Linked DNA regions of Mus musculus: regions 2 and 3 are each linked to region 1. A link is a contact called in public HiChIP or PLAC-seq data. All regions are on one chromosome and are shown on one strand. The core of a region is the stretch at or near the end of the contact, and the rest is flanking DNA. Distances in the headings are between cores, read along the strand shown. Region 1 holds the start of Etnk1 (ethanolamine kinase 1). Region 2 overlaps Casc1 (cancer susceptibility candidate 1). Region 3 holds the start of Etfrf1 (electron transfer flavoprotein regulatory factor 1).

Region 1 (2,700 bases), core at 61-2,560:
CCCAAAACATATGGGTCGGTCTCTTTCAGCTGCTCAGAACACTTCTAACAAGAATCGAAACTAAAACTCATAAAAGCCCCCAAGTGTCAGGAACTGCTCTGGGGCCTAGACACTACTCATGTTTTAATTATACTAAAAAAAAAATTTAGCAAAAAACTTAAATCAATAAATCCTGTATAAACCCCCAACAATGTATTGGAGTCATCAAAATGACAGACGTCTTGAATAATACAAATTACTGCTCAAATCTAAAACAATCCCAAACCGTTAAAATTTTACTAATTTGGCTTGTTTGCAAGGAAAAAGGAAATTCACCTTAGTAATCCTACAAGCTGTGCACTGAAAAAACTATAACCAATTACACCAGATAAATTGTGGGTATGGTGGATCATAACTTGCAAGTGCCTTTTTTTTTTCCTAATCCTAGCTTTTCGGGGGTAGGGGTATCCTTCTGAGAATTTTTGTCTTTAAAGCCACTGACTCACGAAAATATTCCCAGGCCACTGCTCACTCCAACCCTGAGCATTAATTCTTCTAAGACTTTACAAATTTAGAAACCTTCCAATTCAAGCCTTCCTATAACGCACGGCATAGCGTTCCCTAGCATCCTGGCGTGGGCAGCAGCAGGTCCCCGGTCATTCCGCTTTGGAAAGGAGTTGTTCTCCCGCGGCTCGGAGATGGGGATGTGGGAAGATCTCGGGCTGGATAAGGCAGGGATGGGAGGGAAGCGCAGGGGAGGGAGGGCAGCGGAGAGGACCGCGGGAGGCGGATGGGCTGCGGGGTCTGGGAGGAGAGGCATGACGAGGGCCGCGGCAGCCATCCCCGGGAGCCTCTTCAGGGGCCGGGCAGACGTCGCTGACGCGGCGGCTTCGGGAAGGAAACCCGGTGCCCGTCCGGCCTCACCTGCAGGGTCACCTCCCGGGGGTCCCAGTGCGGCCGCAGGTGCCGCAGCAGGCTCAGGGCGCCGTCGCGGCAGCGCTGCTCCTCCTGGTCCTGCACCGTCACGTCGAGCTTCGGCACCTCGGGCGAGCCGGGCGGGACGTGGATGTAATTGGCCATGGCCCAGGCGACGGCGGACACGACCACGACGACCACGGCGACGGCGACCACGAGCGCGGCGGGCGCCGGCAGGCTGCTGGACCCTTCCGTCCCGGGGCGCCCTCGGCGGAGGGCTGCGGCCGCTCGGACGCACGGGCGGGCGGCGGGGGCAACCGGGCGGCCGGACGGGGTGCGCAGTGCAGAGACGCGGAGGCACGGCCGCTCTCGGGAAGATGCCTCAGTGCGCTAGACCGCGGGCGGCCGCGAAGCATGCCGGGACTGGCCTGACGCTAGCGTCACGCCGGGGGCGGAGCCTCGGCTGCGTCAGGCGGCTGGCGGGGTGGCGAACCCCGCGGCACAATGGGCGGGCCTCGGGGCTCTTGGGGATCGGGGTCTCGGGGAGCGCGCACCGCCAGGCACTCCGCTACTGTGGGGTTGGCTGGGCTCCTGCACCCGAAGGAGTCCGAGCGCGGCCGAGCCCAGCCGGAGCGCTTACGAGCCTTGCCGAACACTGCCGAGCCCTGCCGGAGCACTGTCGAGCTTTGCCGAGCCCTACCGGGGCTCTAACGAGCCTTGCCCGAGCGCTACCGGAGCCCTACCGAATTCTGCCGAGCTCTGCCGGAGCGCTGTCGAGCTCTGCCGAGCCCTTTCGAACTCTACCGATGAGCTGTGGAGTGCTACCCAGCCCTGTCAGGAGTCAAGGAAGCGTCACCTTTCTAGATCACTAGGGTCGTGGGCTCTGCTTACTTAGGGCTGACGTTCTTACGGGACGCAGAAGGCACGTCCTGAAATAACCCTAAATTTAAGCTGTGAGCTTAGCCTGGCCTCAACCGGCCAAGCTGGATTAATTTGCTCGCCTTGTTCCTGAAGCTGTGTGCACAGAACTACATGCTTGCTTGGTTCAGCAACCCAGTTCCCTTTGACGGTACATAGAAATCACAGTATTTGGGGCAAACTTTACGTAAAGTGAGAGTAAACCGGTGACAGTGGTGTGATGACCTATACCTGTCCTAGTTCTCAGGTGCCTAAGGCAGGATTGCCACGAGTTCCAAACCAGCCGGGCTACATAGTGAGTTCCAGGTTTGCCCGGGATATACTTAGTCATCAGCCGACCGATAATAGACGACTGAAACACTCATTTTAAGGGTCAGATAGTTGACGTTGCTGAGAATTATTCAAAGCCGGTTATATAAGGTAGAGACTCGGAGGGAATTGGAAGGAAAGAAAATTAGATCTGTCATGCTAAATCATAGCGCGTCCTGGGACTCGCACGGCTACATGAAACCTCCTGTATCAGAAAGGCTCTGCTCTTTGCTTGTTAGAGAAATACTGGCAACCGGATCATCTACAAGTTTTTGGTCCGCCCTTGTGCTTTCCTTTTATGACGGAGACAATGGAGGTGACTTTCACCTTGACTTCTGGCCTCCCCGGGGCTGAGTACAAGTGAATAACTTGTGAATGATCAAATGTTGTATTACCCATTAGCACACATTTATGTTCTCATTGTTCTGAATGAGGCTACATACCTTTGTAAGTCACAAATAAGTCTGAGATAATGATAAACTTCCTACACTAAAAAGTGGGAAATCCACTCCTGCATTTTTGCAACATTGTAAATTTATTGACCATTTTCCAGACTTGAGTATGTGTTTTTAAAAACCA
Region 2 (2,703 bases), core at 133-2,632, 2.0 Mb before region 1:
CAGTGTCAGGGGCGGCCAGGGAGGGCATAGCAGCCCCTGGGGCTGAAGGCGCAGGTGAGTTTGAGCTGCTTCATTCAGGTTCTGAGAAACAACTCAGGCCCTCTGGAAGGACAGCACGTGCTCTTGCCTGCTCTGAGCAATCCCCGGATCCTGGAAATACTTTACATTAAAAGCGTAAGCCTGTGAATTCATAACAACAGCGGCAGGACCTGTGTGTGTTAGGGTCTCACACCTGTCCCAGCAGGTGTTTGACTTACTCTCTGAACTTGGAAGGACCACGCTTAATCCTGACTTAGTCTTAATGGCCTTAGAGAATGTGGCTAACCACGCCTGTCTGCTTTCTATTACCATTGAATGCTGCCCTGGGTAGATTCCAGTTGGTGTGATGATTGGCGGAGCATCCTGTGGCATACCCAGATAGATCTCAGAACCCCGAAGCAGGCAGTTGCCAGGAGCCTCATACGCTTTCCCAGAGCTTGTGAAGGCAGGCTGGGAGTTGGGATAGGAAACACTTTACACTGAGAATGTGGGGAGATGAGAGAGGGGCCATTTCCAGGAGGCCCCCTCTCAACATATTAGGCATGTGTGCTGTTGCTGTCATACCTCCAGCCTGACAGCACTTGACATGGTAAGGAGGACATGTGCAGGATGTCCACAGAGGCAAAAGTGCCCAGGCAGGATCTGAGTTAGAGCCTTTGATGGGTGGGGTCTTGCTCTCTGTTGCACCCTACCCCCACCCCCACTTGTCCCAATTTTCCGTTAATGGCTCTGAGAGTTTTAGCATAGAGGGGCTGCCACCCTCCTCACCTGTACCTTTAGACTCACCCCTTTCCTCGCCAAACTGGACATTACTTAAAGCCCTCTACCCCCTCACTATGAATCTAAGCACTGTGAGCAGTGACCACAACCAGCCTGGCTGTTTCTGTCTTAAAATGTCAATGTAGTTCAGTACTTTTGGATCCAGCCTCATTCAAACTTTTAGGAAATCCTATGCCAGGATATGACATCATCAGCTTCTAGCCTAGTTCCCAGGACAACGGCTCCTCCTCCTCCTCCTCCTCCTCCTCCTCCTCCTCCTCCTCCTCCTCCTCCTCCTCCTCCTCCTCCTCCTCCTCTTCCTCTCTGAAGCCTCATGCTGTACCCTGTCTGAAAAGCCATACACTCTACTGATTTCTCATTATTGTCTTCTACCAAACTTCCACCCGGACAGCCACTGAGCTCTTGCTTACAGAATTCTAGGGCTCTTGTGGCTTATGGCTCTAGGCTGTTTCCGTATTCGCCCCAAATCAGTTCTAAAACTATGGTCGCGCGACCAGGATGCTCATGGTGACAAAGCTGTGATCACGTGGCTAGGATGCTCGGTGACAGCTATGATCATGCGGCCAGGTTGCTCGCGGTGACAAAGCTATGATCACGTGGCCAGGTTGCTCGCAGTGACATCGCTGCGCCTCAATACTGCGTTTTCTATGTACTTTCATTTTTCACTGATGTGGCAAATAGCAGGCAGAGACAACTTAGGGAAAGAAGGGATTGTATAGGTTCATGGCATGACGGGATGCAGTGTATCACGGGAGCAGCGGGAGCGCGAGGTAGCGATACACGGGGTTTCTGCAGCCAGACAGCAGAGACTGTGAACGTCCATGTTCAGCTCTCTCTCTCTTCTCTTTCTGTTTAGGTTGTGACATCATCTCACAGAATCGCAAGTCCATGTTCAGGGTGGGATCTAGTCAAGTTGAGAGTGAAGAGTAATGTAAATTGAAAATTCTCTGACATTAAATGACAGTGTAGGTTTCTTTTTTCATGAGCTTATTAAGAAGTTGGCCACTAGAGGGCTCTTAATACCGACTCTTAATTGATTTGAATGGCTTTTAAAAATATTGTAAATATTTAAAAAAATATTTAACAATAAAAATATTTAAATGTTTAATATATTTTAAAATACCATAAACATTCTAAGTTGTTTATAGCACAACATGTTTAGAAAGGGCTAATTTGAGTAGGGCATAATTAATGAGAAATTATTCAAAGTAGAACATTTAAAATAGTAGTTTCAAAAATATTTTACTACCCTGAGGAACAAGCAGATAGATGGACATGGGTCTTTGAATTGAAAGTTAAGTTTCGAAGTGTCTCTCTCATTAAGGGACTGAACTGGCCTGGAAATGTAACTCAGCGACAGATGCTTGGCCGGTGTGGATGAGGCCCTGGCTTAAATCCCCAGTCCTTCCAAAAGAAAAACTGAACAAGCATGCATAAGAAAATTCCACATGTACACTCAAGAGCATGCATGCACACATGTGCATGCCTGAATGTGTATACACACATTACATTCACACAGAGGCATACATGCCCAAACATGCTCATACTACACACGCATACACACACACACACACACACACACACACACACACACACACACACACACACACACACACACACACACAGTCTAACTCTCAGGTGAAATCTGCTATAAGAAACTCAGCCTGATGTTGCCTTTCTTTGGTTGTGTCTGTTTGGTCCTAGAGAGTGAACCTAAGACTCCATGTGGCCTCAGGGTTCTACCATTGAATGATCTTGGGGGCTTTGTTTGTTTGCTTTGTTGTTGTTTCTCTGGATTTAGGGGGTTTGACACAGCATCTTATGTAACCCAGCTGGCCTCAAATGGCTGTGTACCTGAGAATGGCCTTGGACTTTTGATCCTCC
Region 3 (2,700 bases), core at 20-2,519, 2.0 Mb before region 1:
AGATTTCCCCATACCAGAGGTTGTGCGACCATACGCCTTTAGATGGTACAGGTACATGACAGGAGAGAGGGGCTAGTACAACCCGTGTCAAGATGAAGAGATGCCAGAAAGCAGCCCTCTTATTACTCACAAATCCTGCCCAGGGACTAGAGGACATCAAAACTCAAAAAAGCATGCACAGAGTCTTGAACCATGGGATCTAACACATCTCTACTATTAGTTTTCCTCTTAGGAGAGAAGTTGATAATGACACAGTGATTTTGAGTAAGGCCATTTCTCCTGAGTCACCATGTTAATTACTGTACTTCCACACCACTTCCTAGTTTAGTCTGAGGTTTTCTGTCACTAAACACTAGTAGTTGCTTTGTTGAATAATTCAAAACAAAGGCTACCTTCCATACCTCAACAGCTAAGATAAAACAAATTTGAATTTATATGCAGTAGGTGTTAAGTTTTTATCTCATTACCAAGGTTCGGAGGGCAGTAAGGTCTTAAGTGTTGTGCAACCAATGACCTTAACCCACAAAAACTAGCTGTCAGTCCTACTGAACAGAACATTTAGTTTATGTAAGGGACAGAGCATTAGTACTCTATCTTGGGTTAGACGGGCCGTAAGCTGGGGTTGGGTTAAAGAACTGTCTCCATTCCTCTACGTCTCAAGTGCCTTTTCTTATGGAGAAGGGCTGAAATTCTGCAGGCTGCCACAACAGTACAGCGCTCCGTGACCTTGGGACAACAATGGCTTACTGGTTCTTAGAAGTCACGTTAAACTAGTGTGTGAGCAGCTCTTGAGAAGGGCGAATGCTTTGCATAGAAACTAAACTCCCACGATCAGTGAAGAATCTGTACTACTTTAATATCAAGGTAGCGACCCTCTTGGAGCTCGCCTTTGTGGCCAGATGACTCCCTGGGGGACCCGCCCGGAACCTATGGCTTCACCTAGTCGTGAGCTGGCGCCATTCCCCAGATCCCCCGGGAAGGGCTCGTCCAGACGCAAAAGAAGCGAGGAAGAAACCTTTTTACAAGGCTGGCCGTGGCGGGCCTCGGCTATAACCCCAGCTCTCAGGAGGAAGCTGAGGGATGCCCGCGAGTTCCAGGTCAGCCTGCGTTTCAGTGTGAGACGCAGCTCTCCCCACGCCCGGAAGCCCTCGCCTAAGGCATACTTCACCACCAGCAGGTCTGGGGTCCAGACGACAGCTTGCTCAGACCGCCTCACTCCAGCGCTTTGCGGCACCACGGCCGTAAATGCTCCGACCGTCTGCCGGAAGTGGGCGGAGCTGAGAGGCGGGGGTGGGCTCAGGGCGGGACTACAGGCAGCAGTGTATGGGACTCGAGGCCGCTTTCTTTGCTGGGGCGGGGCATCAGGCGGAAATGGGCGGGATTAGGTAAAAGCCGCGATGTGGGCGTACCTTATGTGGGAAGTGTGGCTTGTGTAACCAGTCTACGACTTGGGCAGTACTCACCGGAAGACTACAGTGCGATTGCGCAGGTTGTCCTTCGCAAAACACTGGGAGTTGTGAGTGGGCGTGGCCTGTCGTCTTGACAACCGTGAGCGTTCCTGCTCTGCAGAGTTCACTTATCCCTAAGCAAAGTTCCTGCTTCTGTCATGGTAAGCCAGGAAAGTGAGGGAGACAGGAAAGGGGCAAGTGCGGATTCCACTTCAGCGCTGTCGAGGGAGGGCAGGCAGACAGGGGCAGTGCGATCCAGAGGTGGCGAGATCCAGATCTTTGCAGTGACTAAACTTTACTAGCTTCCGGTGATGTACATTCCCACTTTGGCTCTGACTGCCTTGTCAGAAAAGTTTTCATTCCAACGCAGAACAATATGGAGCAAATTTCGTGTGTTGTTTCCCATTCTCCATCAAGAGATCATCAATTATCACACTCGTTGAGGGGAGATTCAGAGTGCATTATTTGTGTTTGCTGGCTGGAAGCCAGAGACACACAAAGGAGAATATTACAGCCCTCCGGCTCTGTCAGTTAAGCAGAATATCAGACACAAGCTTTACCAAGGTAACAGCTGGTGTATCTAAAGCGGAGTAATCAAGCTATTAAGGGTAGGAGAGAAGAAAAGATTGGTGCTTTTCAGTCTCTTTTAAGATATAAGTATGTATTTTCTGTAAGTGGTGGGAAGAAATGGGTAGTGAAGGCCTCCCCTGGCAAGACCCCCAATGGGTCATCAGCCAAGTTAAGACTGCTGGCAAATTACAAGAACAAGCACGTATTTGCTACATCGAAAGGTGGATTTAATTTCTTTTTCCTATCTACATAGCACTGTTTCTCAAAGACTTCCAAGCCATTTGGGGGAATATTTAAAATGTAGATTCCAGGAGGTTGCAGCTTCAAACCTAACTGTATCATGGGGCTTCCAGGAAACAAAGTACCATAAACATGTTTGCTTAAACAGTAGAAACTGCTTACCTCACCATTCTGGAGACTGAACATCTGGGGTCAGGGTGTCAGCATGGGGGCAGGGATTTATTCAGATCTCTCTTCTACTTCTAAATAGTTCTTTAGTGTGTAGCAGTGTAAACTCATTTTTTTCATACGATGCTTATTTTCTTCATGAGGGTCTGTATCCAAGATTCCTCTTTGTAACCTGTACCAGCCATATTGAGCCAGAGGCCTGTCCAGTTCCAGTATCAGCTCTTCTTAATTGGGTGAAATAATTACAGACCCTTTTCATAAGCAGGTCAAACGC

Evidence for each region. HiChIP or PLAC-seq counts read pairs in DNA pulled down with a chosen protein or histone mark.
Region 2: a contact with region 1 is called in an H3K4me3 HiChIP or PLAC-seq map of embryonic forebrain, with 6 times the contacts expected there. The contact joins the enhancer-like site here to the promoter of Etnk1 in region 1. A contact is called at or near these places in 1 of 39 promoter capture datasets (cranial neural crest) and 8 of 115 datasets of contacts at active chromatin or transcription factors (embryonic forebrain, embryonic hindbrain, embryonic stem cells and 4 more).
Region 3: an H3K27ac HiChIP or PLAC-seq map of differentiating embryonic stem cells shows a contact between it and region 1, with 10 times the contacts expected there. The contact joins the promoter of Etfrf1 here to the promoter of Etnk1 in region 1. A contact is called at or near these places in 10 of 39 promoter capture datasets (3T3-L1-derived adipocytes, the C10 cell line, the HPC-7 cell line and 6 more), 8 of 115 datasets of contacts at active chromatin or transcription factors (the NIH/3T3 cell line, astrocytes, differentiating embryonic stem cells and 5 more) and 2 of 9 other capture datasets (adipose tissue and liver).

What each region holds. Positions count from the first base shown.
Region 1 is chr6:143,165,840-143,168,539 of GRCm38.p6, reverse strand. It overlaps Etnk1 (ethanolamine kinase 1), which reads right to left and starts at 1,310. Exons shown (of 8, transcript NM_029250.2): 1 at 904-1,310. The coding sequence starts at 1,059.
Region 2 is chr6:145,186,385-145,189,087 of GRCm38.p6, reverse strand. All of the region lies in intron 9 of Casc1 (cancer susceptibility candidate 1), which reads left to right. Gm15543 (predicted gene 15543) reads right to left here. Exons shown (of 2, transcript NR_157240.1): 2 at 1,458-1,723. Among named protein-coding and RNA genes, the nearest start is that of Gm15543, 5.5 kb to the right of the region's middle. Within about 2 kb of position 1,382, at least 129 of the 459 cell types and tissues checked have an H3K27ac peak or open chromatin away from gene starts, as enhancers often do. A contact at or near this core is called in embryonic forebrain, where this site is marked.
Region 3 is chr6:145,209,716-145,212,415 of GRCm38.p6, reverse strand. It overlaps Etfrf1 (electron transfer flavoprotein regulatory factor 1), which reads right to left and starts at 1,269. Exons shown (of 3, transcript NM_133688.3): 1 at 1,164-1,269. Casc1 (cancer susceptibility candidate 1) reads left to right here and starts at 1,446. Exons shown (of 16, transcript NM_177222.4): 1 at 1,446-1,609. The coding sequence starts at 1,607.